Regions from separate parts of the Mus musculus genome. Here region 2 is linked to region 1. The links are chromatin contacts, called in public Hi-C maps. All regions are on one chromosome and are shown on one strand. Each heading gives the region's core, a stretch centred on a gene start, on an enhancer-like site or on the middle of the called end of the contact. The rest is flanking DNA. Distances are from core to core; before and after follow the strand shown. Region 1 overlaps Lncenc1 (long non-coding RNA, embryonic stem cells expressed 1). Region 2 has its middle 27 kb from the start of Rps18-ps4.

Region 1 (6,370 bases), core at 1,096-3,595:
AGCTGATATAGAGAAGGTCTTAGGAGAGCTCTCTGATAGATTGTTCAAACCCCAAATTGGTCATGAACTACAGGTTGGGAACTGTTGATTTAAGAGAAAGGGTTTTTGAATGTCTGTCAACCACTATCCAGAAGAACACACATGTGGTCAAGTCAAAGTCTTCCCTATATGGAGCTTAATACAGCGGACGGGTACCAATAAGAACATAATTCCATGTTCTGCTACCTTGGGTCAAGAACAGAACATTCTGGAAGTGTAGAGAAACAGCAATCAGTCTAGTGTTGCACATCAAAGATGGCTTTCCAGAGAAAGCCACACTCATGCCTACAACTTGTGGAATTTTTCTAGCTTCCTCTGTACTTCTGGGCAAGGCCATGTCATCAACTCCAACTGCCCAGTTTTGCCCACACCATTCTTTTAGCCCCTTGAATCTTAGTCCAGGATCATCTTCGCCTTCCTTCAAGGCTCAGACTTCAGTGCAGCCTTCTCTTGGAAGCTGTAGTCTCCCCTCCCCCAGACTGAAACCTGCTTGCTCAGGGGTGGAGCTTTTCACTCAATCTTTTTGTCACGCCTACTGCTGGAACCTGCCGCTTTGCTGTTTCGAAGCCATCACGTGATCACCCTACTACTGGACTTCAAGATTATTTGGCGGAAATTGGGCCCCTCCCCCTTCCTTTATAATTGAGTGCCGAAATAGTAAAAATTAAACCTTGAGCAGAGAGCTTTGTCTTGGTTCCTTCCTTATCTCGCACAGCCCAGCCCCTCTTCTCTTCCAGGTTTCCAAAATGCCTTTCCAGGCTAAAACCCAGGTTGTGATCTACTGGCCAGACACAACAGGAAGCCATCATGACCTATCTGAAGAAACAGAACTGAAACGAATCTGAGCGAATTACAAAGAAAAGATCCAAATTGCCTTACAAGTCTCTCCATCCTTCAAAAACTTTAAACCCCTCGACTTTATTAGTCATCAAATGATCCTTATGTCCATAATTTAAAATCAACTCACCCATGCCACCTGAGTGTTAATAGAAAGAGAGAAAGGAGCAATGGGAATCCTGGCTTCCAAAAGTTTCATTGCTATTCTGCCTGGTCTTCAGCTAAGATGGAGGCATGAGAGAGGAGTTCCTCTCTGCTCTGCTAGATCCAGTTGGAATTGTGGCAGCAGCCCGAAGGCTAACCACTGTCAGGGTCCCTGGTCAAGTGGTGGCAAATTTGGGCGAAAACATGTCAACACTGCCCTGGGGAAGACCTCATCTTTTCAGCTGTAAAATTACAGAGTGGTTCTTTCGGCCATCAGCAACTCTTTATAGACAGGACCAAGGCAATTTTCTTCAGAGATGCTATAAGACAAAACTGAAAGATATATTCATATTGCAGAGTTTTGCAAACCCTCCGGATGTCCTAACAATAAGTTACAGATGTCTAATCCTAAATTAAGAAGTTAAATGCTGTGTGGACTCTACAAATGGCAATTTTCTATAATTTGAGAAAAATATTTGGTAGCTCAATTCCCACTGGAAATGGCTGGCAATGGTTCTGCTCTCTGTTAAACATCTCTGTCAGCCTCTCCTAAGGCTGCGATCACAACCAGAGAACAATAGCTTTCCAAAAACAACAGAGAATTGCTCAGGAAACTATAATTATGATTTTCCTCTGGGCATCTCAGCAGTTTATAACCAGGGCAAGTATTGGAATAACCGAGCGCATACATTCACGTTCCTTTAATGGCACCAAGCAGGATCTTGGCTTTCTGTCGTTTGTGTTGTTACCCTATTCGCTTTTGTTTGAAAGGAGACTTTATCAGTGTTCCTGGGCCTTGCCATTTTATCTCTTCATTCCGCTTGCAATAAGATATCAGGCTAATATTGGCAGAGCAACTTCCCACAATGATTCTTTGTTCCAGAAAAAAAAAAAGTATGAATAGTACATTATTAAAATGGAGACGGAAGTGTGTTTCATTCGGCTTATTATTTACTCAGTGAATATTGTTGTGGTACCAGGCACTTGACAAAAGATGAATAAGAGGAAGCAAGAACCCAGCGTACTCGGATCTTGCATTTCACATGAGGATCTCTGAGTACTTTACAAACTCGAACTCATAAACTGACTCACTTTGAGGCAGGACTCAACAGTTAACTGCAAGGAACCTGCTATGAACACCTCCTGCCACCATTGGAGACAGCATCACAGGATCTCTGAGATGTCTGAAGACTCAGAGAAATGCAATCAAGATGGGATGAAATTGGGAGAAGCAGAGTTAGGAAAAAATACAGTAACAAAGAGGCTCATAGTTACAGCACCGAGTTCTGTGGATAACTGATAACGCTGCATTCAAAGCCAAACACTTAGCAGCTGACAAAGTAAATGTTTTACTTCCTGCAAATTTGGTTCTTATCTTTGTCTAACACACTCATGACATCTGCAGTTTGGTTTTCCTTTTTCTCTACAGAGATGTTTTTTCCAAAGTGCATTATACTTTTATAGGTACAGAAAAATAAAAATCTGCTCTATTCTGAATAATAGTCCCATTAAGATTTACCATATACCGACTTAATGTGAAAATTAAAAGTGAGGAAATTCATCTAAAATTCATTTAGATCCCACTAAATTCTGAATTTATATATGACTACCTAGTAATTGATAAATTGTTCTGTTAAACTATGGGGGAAATGCCCTGCAGTCATGTCTGCATTGTGACAAGGGCCATAGGCAACCCATCCAAGGGTCTCTAGTACTAGACGTATGTGACTCCTATGATAGGCCTTCACAGACAGTCAAGACACAAAACCTCAGTCATATTATTTCTGATGCAGAAAGAGGGTTTGGTGAGCCCCATGCTTAGCAACCAAATGAAAAGCAAAGAACCAGTGGGACGATTTCACTGTTTCACAGCCAGGAGCCAGCGAGGGTGGCTGAGCCAGGAGATCGGATTCAGCCTGACTCTCCACCTTCCCCTTTGGGGATCTGCTCTCTCGGAGACTGAATTGCCATGTTGAGCTTGCTGCAAGTTCTCTTGAGAGTCAAGCATCTTCCTAGGAACAAGCCCACATTTTACCTACTCCCAGAGGCTGTGTAGTCTGGTCACACTCAGCAGAGAACTGATGAGCCTCTGGGAAGGAGCTCCTTAGAAGGGAGGAAAGCACATTGGCTATCCTGAATACCAATGCACAGTCACTCCAAGATAGCTGCAAGTGTGTACACCCAGCAACATGGCAACTTGTCCATTTCAGGTCATGGGGCTTTGCGTTCCAGTCCCCGGAGAAAGACACAAGCATAGCAAGATTCTATACTAGGTATTTCTTTTTGTTTCTTTATTTACGGGAACCTACACATGTCTATGTATGAGGAGAACATGGGGTATCAAACCTCCTGAAACCAGAGCTACAGACAGCTATGAGCATCCTGATAAGCGTGTTGGGCGCAGAACTCGGTCCTCTGCCAGGACAATGTGTGCCATTAACCACTGAGCTCTCTGTCCAACTGTTGGAGGTGGTTCTGATGCTAAGGTCTTGCTCCCCAATTGGTTCTTGATCTATCAAGAAAGATGCAAGAGGCCATTGAGCTGGGTGGAATAGGCATGACTTCCGGGTCCCTGCAGGCAAGCTAGCAAATGCAGGGGAGAGAGGATTTTCACCATGATTCTGAGGGAGAAAGAAAGGGTAACCAGCCATGTGAGATCTCTGGCTGAGTGGCCATAGGCCATTTCCCTAGGCAGATTAGAAACATCCAGCAATTGGGCCATAAGGCAGGTTAAAAATTAAATTTGTGATTTGTGTGTGTGTGTGTGTGTGTGTGTGTGTGTGTGTGTCTGTGTGTGTGTGTCTGTGTGTGTGTGTGTGTGTCTGTGTGTGTGTGTGTGTGTGTGTGTGTGTGTGTGTGTGTGTGTGTGTGTGCGCGTGTGTGTTTCATCCACGGATCCGAGGGAATCTGGGTGGGGGTTGGTAGCTCAGCTCATTCCTAGAGCTTAAGGCAGGGAAGCAGAAGCTACTGCTACATCCAACTCCTACACTAAGTGTTTCAACAAGTGCTTCTGTGTACTGGGACCTGTGTCCCACACTCAACCCATGTGAACATGATCATAGCTCCAGCTTTGGCAGACATTGGTCACTACTTTGCCTGATTTGCCTATGTGCCGAGGTTCTGTAGAAAGAGGCAGGAAAGCTCAAGGGACAGGCTGAGATCACGGGGAAGGGGACACTTAGAGACACAAGAGAGCCTACCCACAAAACTACTGCATGGAGAACAGAAAGGAACTCATGAAAAAGTACAAAATGACACATTTCATTTTTCCACAGTTATTAATTCTGTTGCCATCTGTTTCAAAGCCAGTAAAGGACAAAGGATAAATGTTTACCTTTCAAGGAACAAAAGAGACAGGTAAGGCCAAGGCCCATTCCACAAACCCTGGGAGGGGGGATTAAAAAAAAGGAGGGCTGATTTTCACAAAAAAGTAAACAAGTTATGATCTTATGGTCCATGGAGAGAGAGGGGAGGGGGAGGGGGAGGGTGACAGGGAGGGGGAGGGGGAGAGAGAGAGAGAGAGAGAGAGAGAGAGAGAGAGAGAGAGAGAGAGAATAAGGTCCCAGACTCTGAAGATCCTCCAAAGGGCTTAATAAAAAACGATAGCTATGTCTTGAAGATTACAGGGGTGGGTCAGGCTTTACCTAGGACTTGCCAGAAGACAGCTAAGTAGCAGTCTGACTCAGTCCTAGTACTGGCATGCTCATGGCAATCTAATTATCTGTATAGAATTTGGCCATGTAGCAGATTCTTCTTCCAGACTTCCGAATGTAAGCATCCAATGGTGACTTTCGACCAATGATCATTCCAGCTCCCTACAGACCTTCTGTTGCCCACGTCTTATCACTGTTGGTTGAGTTGCTGCATAGACATGAAGGCAGGATACAATCCAACTTGCTCTGCTGTTCAGGTTCTTTGGGGATTTAATCCAGATTCTTTTTAATCATCTGGACTAATCAGAGACACTACGCTAACAGTGTTAGATGGGAATAACTTCACAAGCTGCAAGAGGTTTCTCTGGCCAGTCAGAGAATGAGTAGATTTCAAACAAAATGGAACACCCTCTAGAAGCAAGAGAGCACACACAATTGTGTCTGTGTTAAGCAATGCATTTAGACAAAGCCAAGGGGCTTTTAAAAACAGCTTAATTTTGCTCTACATGGGTTTTCTCTGTACACGATGATGTTGGTAACGAGGAGCCCACACTCACTGGGGGCGGACCTTCCTCTTGCATCTTTGCAGTGGTGGTGGTTGCTATTCTTTGAAATGTCGGTCCCTGGAAAGCAGGAATCACAGGAACACTAGCTCAAAAGACACAGACTTCATACAGATGGTTTATTTTACAAACAAGATTTTTTCTCCTTTTCTTCTGTGTCCTACCAAGATCTATCTGCACAACTTCGACCTGACTTGGACAACGAGGCACAGCGAGATGAAAGACACACATACAGAAAAGCTGGGTTCAGGTGGACCATGTAGCCATCAAGGACCCCTTCATTGACCTCAACTACATGGTCTACGTGTTCCAGGATGACTTCACCCACGGCAAATTCAACAGCACAGTCAAGGCCGAGAATGGGAAGCTTGTCATCAACGGGAAGTCCATCACCATCTTCCAGGAGCAAGATCCCGATAACATCAAATGGGGTGAGGCCGGTGCTGAGTATGTGGTGGAGTCTACTGGTGTCTTCACCATCATGGAGAAGGCCAGGGCCCACTTGAAGGGTGGGGCCAAAAGGGTCATCATTTCTGCCCCTTCTGCCGATGCCCCCATGTTTGTGATGGGTGTGAACTACGAGAAATATGACAACTCACTCAAGATTGTCAGCAATGCATCCTGCACCACCAATGCTTAGCCCCCCTGGCCAAGGTCATCCATGACAACTTTGGCATCGTGGAAGGGCTCATGACCATGGTCCATGCCATCACTGCCACTCAGAAGACTGTGGATGGCCCCTCTGGAAAGCTGTGGCGTGATGGTCGTGGGACTGCCCAGAACATCATCCCTGCATCCACTGGTGCTGCCAAGGCTGTGGGCAAGGTCATCCCAGAGCTGAACGGGAAGCTCACTGGCATGGCCTTCCGTGTTCCTACCCCCAATGTGTCCTTCGTGGATCTGACATGCCGCCTGGAGAAACCTGCCAAGTATGATGACATCAAGAAGGTGGTGAAGAAGGCATCTGAGGACCCACTGAAGGGCATCTTGGGCTACACTGAGGACCAGGTTGTCTCCTGCGACTTCAGCAGCAACTCCCACTCTTCCACCTTCGATGCCGGGGCTGGCATTGCTCTCAATGACAACTTTGTCAAGCTCATTTCCTGGTATGACAATGAATACGACTACAACAAC
Region 2 (6,370 bases), core at 1,636-4,135, 320 kb before region 1:
ATGTGAGAGTATGTGTGTGTGTGAATGTGTCTGTGTGTATGAGTGTAAATGTGTGTGTGTGTATATATGTGTGTCAGTGAGTGTATTTGTGTGAGTATGTGTATAGTGTGGATGTGTCTGTGTGTGTGACTGAGTCTGAGTGTATATTTGAGTGTGAATGTCTGTGTGCATGTGTGTGTGAGAGGGAGAGAGAGAGAGATAGAGACAGAGAGACAGACAAGAAAGAGAAAGAAGAACAAAGAGTGGTATCTTGACATCTTGAACGAGTCAGATAAACTACAAAGTGGCTGAGCCTCAGAGCCAAGCAGGTAGCCCAGTGAGTTCCCTTAGCAGCTGAACATGTGGGACATCAGTCTCCTGAGGCTCCACCTCTAATTGTGACACAGAGGGATTAGACCTACAGTTTCACTGGTCTTCATTCAGTTTCAACCCTTGGAGACATCTCCTGAAGTGGGCAGGCCTGGGTTGAGAAAGCTGCGGGATAAAAGAGCAAGCTTCAGGGAGAAAAATGCCAAGAAAAGAAGTTTATTAGGTGGGAATACGTTTACAATACAGCCTGGGACCTCGCTGTGGCCTGCATCTACAAGGGTGGTACTGTAATTAGGAGACATTTTAAAGGGAACACTCGCAGCCAGGAATAATATAATTCTAGTCTTTTCTCCAAGCTTCTTGGTGCCTATGCACTTGAACTTATTAAGCCCCACAGACTCCTTGAATGAGGTATAAATATCATTGTGTCCCTCAGGCAATAAAAGGAGCTATGGCCACAGAGAGTGCTACCTCTGGGCTCCAGAGTTACCCACCAGCTTAGGGGTCCTCCAGGGGTGGTCCCTGCTCCCCTGGTGGTCTGTCTGCATTGGGCATGGATTGGCCCCCTGGAGGAGTCAGGCTGCCTCAATAGCACCATGCTTGCTCGTGTTCCAGAAGGGATCGGTACTTCACTCATGCTCTGTGCCTTTTGATAGCTTGCCAGACTTTTCTCATTGTCATCCTTCTTGTGTCTATGACATTGTCCATGCCTACCCTGCTCCTCCCTTCTATGATACTAACTTACTGAAGGTGTTGGACAGCCTGCAGTTTCTCTGACCCTGACCAGGTAGTCTTTGTCTCCAAATTCCTCGATTCCCTGGTTCATCCCTGGGAACACCGTGCCTCGGGTTGGTCAAACATGCCTTTATTCAAAGTGTTAGCAGAGAAGCGACCACTTTTTTTTTTTTTTTTTTTACAGTAACAGTCATTTCTGACATCCAACAGGAAGTGTTGGTTGTTAAGATATCTTCCAGATTGTGCCTCTTGCTTGCCTAGGAAAAGAGTCTGAAATAAATTCATGACAAAGAGAGACATTATTTGTAGGTCGGGGTTTGTTATTCAGCATCAAGGCTTCAGTGTAGTGAGAAGGAAAGAGAATATTCTCAGGCCCACCCAAATAGTTTATTAACGTGCGTGGTCCTTTTCTTTTGTTAGTAGCTATTATTTCAAAGCCTCTTGAATATATACATACGGTCATATTTTAAAAATAGTAACTGTTTGCAAAATTTTATAATTTAAGTTGAAGCTTTAATCTCCTAGCTCAATTTTTCAGTGAACAAACACCCCATCACAACAACTGGGGATCCATGAAACATTTTTCACTCTTTCTTTTGGCTTATTTGTTTGACAATAAAATTTCACATCTGGCTGACAAATCCAGTGCCAAGTTTCATCTTAATGTAATTTTGAGCAGAAGAGCAGTTATGTTCAAGCAAGCAAGAAACTCCAGGCACTCTAATGGGACGACATGATGGCCTTTACACACAACTGCCACTAATCCGACAGGGTTGCTGTTTTGAGTGACTGGGATCTTGGAGTCCTGCTGCAGTCCAGCTTGCTGGAGAAGAATTGTTCTGAGTTCATTCTTCACTGGTTAAGATAATCATGTCTCATGCATCTTGCCTCCTAGTCTGCTGGTTAATACCGTCAATTTGATAAGATCTAGAATTACCTAGGAAACCAGGCTGTGCTGTGGACATACTTTGTGTTTGTAGGTGGAAGGACTCACCAAGGCTATGTGGGACACCATTCTGTGGTCTGAGACCCCAGGCCAAGTACAAAGGAGATAGCAAGGTGGGTATTGCCATTCGTCTCTCCCTGCTTCTAGACTGCAGACACACAGTGACAAACTGCCTCATGCTCTTCAAAGTCTCCACAACTTTCCTGACCCAGTGACCTGGATCTTCAAATTGTGAACCCAAATAAACCATTCCATCCCTAAATTGCTTTGTCAGGCATTTGTTTTACCACAGCAAGTAAGAAATTAACTGATACATAAGGCTATGAAAGGAAACCACCTATTTGTATCAAATGTTTGACTGCCACCATGCAGATCCCCTTTGGTAAGTGTTCCCAAATGCTTGGATATGAGAATAAAGCTAACCGTAGTTCAGTTCCATTGGTCAAACTCATCTTCCTTAAGAGCAACCCTACCCAGCCTCTGATACACTGCAATGAATTCTCTTCTGCTTCTCTTATCTTGGCACACCAGCAGTACTTTGCTCAAAACCCGGTGCAAATGTTCTGTAACCAACAGCTTCCCACACCCAAGTTTTCATGGCTCAAGTGTGATCACGATCTAGTGTTTCTTGCTTATATCTCACCCAAAATATGTTCCCAAAAGGCAGCCTGCTCTAACTCATGTGAGGCAGAGCTCAGGGGCTTCCTTCCTGTGGCTCTGTTATCTGTCTCCAGGGCCCTATGGACACCATAGGGAGGAGAGTGGGAACAGTGGGAGGCAAGTAGGGAGGAGCCTCCCCCATCACCTCTGCTAACATTTCATCAGTCCTAGGATCGAACTGCGCCATGGAGATGTCTGGGAACTGCAGCCCAGCCATCTGGCTGGGAGGAAGCGGATATGGGATAGTTGAGTCATGGTCTGCTGTCTGCTTCCTCAGCTGGAGCTGAATCTGACCATAGACTTGGTGTTCTGTCTTCCCCTCAGCCCCCAGCCTCAGAGGCTATAAAGGCCTCTAACACAGGTACTTGAATCACATCTGCCTTTAGTCCTGATCCTGCCTCCAGACAAGGGAACACATGAATTTTAGCCAGATGAGGAATTGTGTAGACATGGTTTACGAACCTTGGATCTCCTTATTGCAAGAACAGACGATGAAGAGGAACAGATACAGCCGGTAAGGTCATCTTTTGCAAAAGAAAAAAAAAGATTCTTGCCTTTTCTAATTATTAAAATAGCATGTGCTTATTGTAAAAGATTGGATGAAAATCTTTTAAGAGAAAAGATAAAGATTACCCATAATCCCCTTTCCTGAGAGATTCTAAAATTTTTCTGGCTTATATATGCAGATACTACTTACACGCACACCGTTTCAATTATTTTGTGTCTGCCAAACAGATTACCTTATCTAGTATACACCATTTTGGAATGTGCTTTTTCACTTGCAAAGATTATGTTATGAACATGCAAACATGTAAATAAGGATACTTTTGACCACATATTATTTAGTAGCATGTATGTGTGTGGGAACAGTCACACAATAATACATCATTTAGCTTAGCTGAATAAGCATAGACTTGAGAGTACCAGTGAGACCCAGAATTCTGTCTATTTTATTTCTCAGTTGTCCCCCAGAGTGGACTATATAGTGTTTTGTTCATGATAGAAGTTTAACAGTATTGTGGTTAAGCAGGCCATCAGAGTCAAATGTCCTCAGAGCCTGGTATGTCAACAAGTCACATGGGGACCCTGGTAGAACACAGATTACTATTCAGAATGTCTAGGCTGGCCTAGAGGTGGTGCCAGGCATCCAGAAGCTACTTCTGTCGCCTGAGTAGCGATTATCTAAACTAGTAATTCTCTACTGAGGAGATGTAAGGCCTTGGATGACATTGATCTTGGGAAATTTCTTTCTTTCTGTCTCTGTCTCTCTCTGACATAGTGAGTAGACTATACATATATGAATGTGTGCATGTACATGTGTGTGTTTATGCGTGTTTAGAGTTCCCAGCTGATTCTGTTTCTTTTGAGAACTCCAATTAAGACAGTGGACATCCTGTCCCTTCTAAGAAACTGACCTCCATGAAGCTGCCTGACCCTGTTCTTCTGGACTCCAGGTGTCTGTGTTTACGTGGGAGCAGGGTTCCAGCCTCTGCAGTTGCCCAAGCCGGGAGCACTTACAAACATGACATTAGCTAGACAATATTTGCTAAGCAAAGGAGCAATGTAAATAAGATTGGGGGGGGGAGTTCAAATATGAAAATGCTTGAGAACAAATTGTGTGCAAGCATCTTAAAATCATTCATTAGTACTTAGTAATTTAAAATTAATTGCAAATGTACTCTGTTGGGCCATGCTGTTTATATTTCCACATACACACATGTATATAAGCGCATATAAAGTAAGCAAACAGCTGCTTTTTAACCACTCTGTAATCCATGGGTTTTATTTATATCTCAGATACCCTCAGCACACCAGTTTTTGGACTCAAATGAAATGATACCACAATTACTGCCCATAGTCTGAAACCTCACCTCAGGTACTTCATGCTCCTCAAATACATAGGGGATTTTCAGAAGAGTGGCACCCTCGCATCTGTGACTGCCTCTGCTACCCACACGCAGACTCCTGGGGTGTCTGTTTCCCACAGCCCTGACCCCAGCCACCCCACCTTGGCCTTTGCCACTTGCAGCTGCAGTCTCCCACAGAGTTGGCGTCTCCCTCAGCCACATTCTTGTTTTGACCTGGACCCTTTCCAATGGCTTTCTGCCTGGCCAAGGTTTCAGCTATTCAACAATGGCCACCAGTGCTCTCTGTCACCATTGGCACCCTGACAGCTTCACAGTGTCTTGTAATTAGAAAGAAAAACACTCCCTCCCTCTGAGCCATCTTCAGATGAGGGTACCATAGCTGGCTCCTTGGGCCTCAGGTTATTGGAAGCTTTATTGCAACACCTGTTAGCTTCCCTATTCAGCTTCTACTCTTCAAGGGGTGGACCGGTACCACCAGGACATCAGCAGCTGGGAGGACTCGTGTTGCTTAGACTTCTGTTTAGGAGCACGGAGAGAGGAAACTCAAGTGCGCAGAGCAATATTGTGACGATTTAAAGTTTACGTTTTCCGTTAGAAAGGTGGAATACATTTTGAAAGTTGAAAATGTTGAAAAGTGACTCAGTTGTGCTTATTACTTACAGTTCCAAGAGACATAATACACCAAACACTGCTGTGTCTCTATACATTTCTCTAGGAAGCTCATAATTCCAAGTTTACAACAATTTCACAAACCTTTATTTTGACAGGGTTTCAAGAGCGCTACAGAAAATCAGCTGAGAGTCTAGTAGAATTCTTGGAATGGAAGTCTTTGAGTCTTTGAGGGGGTTCTTTCCCCATCCAGGGGTGGAACCAAGATCTTCTTGGAGTATGAGGACGTTCAGGACGATGGTGACGGGTCACCAAGACTGCTCCTTGTTCTTTGCTGCAGCAGTTATGATTTAATCTTTACAGTTTGACTTTACCCTGTGGTTTCATGTGTCTTCCAATCTGCATCGCCAGCCTTGGTCTCTGCTGAACGCTCGGTGTGTGGCAGTCCAGATCACACCTAGCAGGCATCCGTCTTTATCCACAGCTCTGTGTCTGAAGACAGATTCACTCTTCCCTCTTCTCCCCCAACCAGCTCCAGGTCAGGTGTTGCCTACTTGGGAAATGGCGACATTTTGCTAGTCTGTAGGAAACATGCTAAATAATTTTCAAAGAAGAGAGAGGATTTAGAAACTTGTTTACTTCCTGGAACTGAGATGAGAGCATCTCCCTTTTTCTCATTGCTTCAAAAGATGCATATACATATGAATGCATGTATGTATGAATGCACATATTATGAATGCATGTACGTGTGAATGCATGTATGTATGATTTGTACATGTTTGTGTGTGGGTGCACTGTGCTATGGCACTGTCATGGAGGCAAATGGGCAACTTGTGGCAGTCAGTTCTCTCCTTCCACCATGTGAGCCCTGGGGAACAAACTCTAGTCATCAGGATTGGTGGCAAGTTCCATCACCCATTGAATGATCCCACCAGCTCCCCTCTTACTGTTTTTAAACAGAGAGAATCTAACAAAGCAGAACCATTGCAGAAAATTATAGTAGCTTCAGGAAAAGGAGAGAGAGAGAGAGAGAGAGAGAGAGAGAGAGAGAGAGAGAGAGAGAGAGATGAAGGAATGACTTTGTCTTTGTGTTGAGATGGGGTTAGGCAGGGATTCCAGAGCCAGATGCCATTTTGGAATGAAGTCAGTGGCCATTGCTCCGGCATTCCCAGCATCCCAGGGGAGCAGGAGTTGGGCGTTCACTACTGGTGATGCAGCATCTCCAGCCAGCACGGCTCCATGC

What was found. Hi-C and Micro-C count contacts between places; a contact is called where the count stands out from the background.
Region 2: a contact with region 1 is called in a Hi-C map of the G1E-ER4 cell line, with 2.5 times the contacts expected there. The contact joins two enhancer-like sites. A contact is called at or near these places in 1 of 15 datasets of contacts at CTCF or cohesin (the G1E-ER4 cell line) and 2 of 484 Hi-C or Micro-C datasets (both in the G1E-ER4 cell line).

Annotation. Positions count from the first base shown.
Region 1 is chr13:97,458,191-97,464,560 of GRCm38.p6, reverse strand. All of the region lies in intron 1 of Lncenc1 (long non-coding RNA, embryonic stem cells expressed 1), which reads right to left. It also overlaps the pseudogene Gm8756. Among named protein-coding and RNA genes, the nearest start is that of Lncenc1, 26 kb to the right of the region's middle. Within about 2 kb of position 2,345, at least 28 of the 459 cell types and tissues checked have an H3K27ac peak or open chromatin away from gene starts, as enhancers often do. A contact at or near this core is called in the G1E-ER4 cell line, where this site is marked.
Region 2 is chr13:97,775,271-97,781,640 of GRCm38.p6, reverse strand. No RefSeq gene overlaps it. Among named protein-coding and RNA genes, the nearest start is that of Rps18-ps4, 27 kb to the right of the region's middle. Within about 2 kb of position 2,885, at least 23 of the 459 cell types and tissues checked have an H3K27ac peak or open chromatin away from gene starts, as enhancers often do. A contact at or near this core is called in the G1E-ER4 cell line, where this site is marked.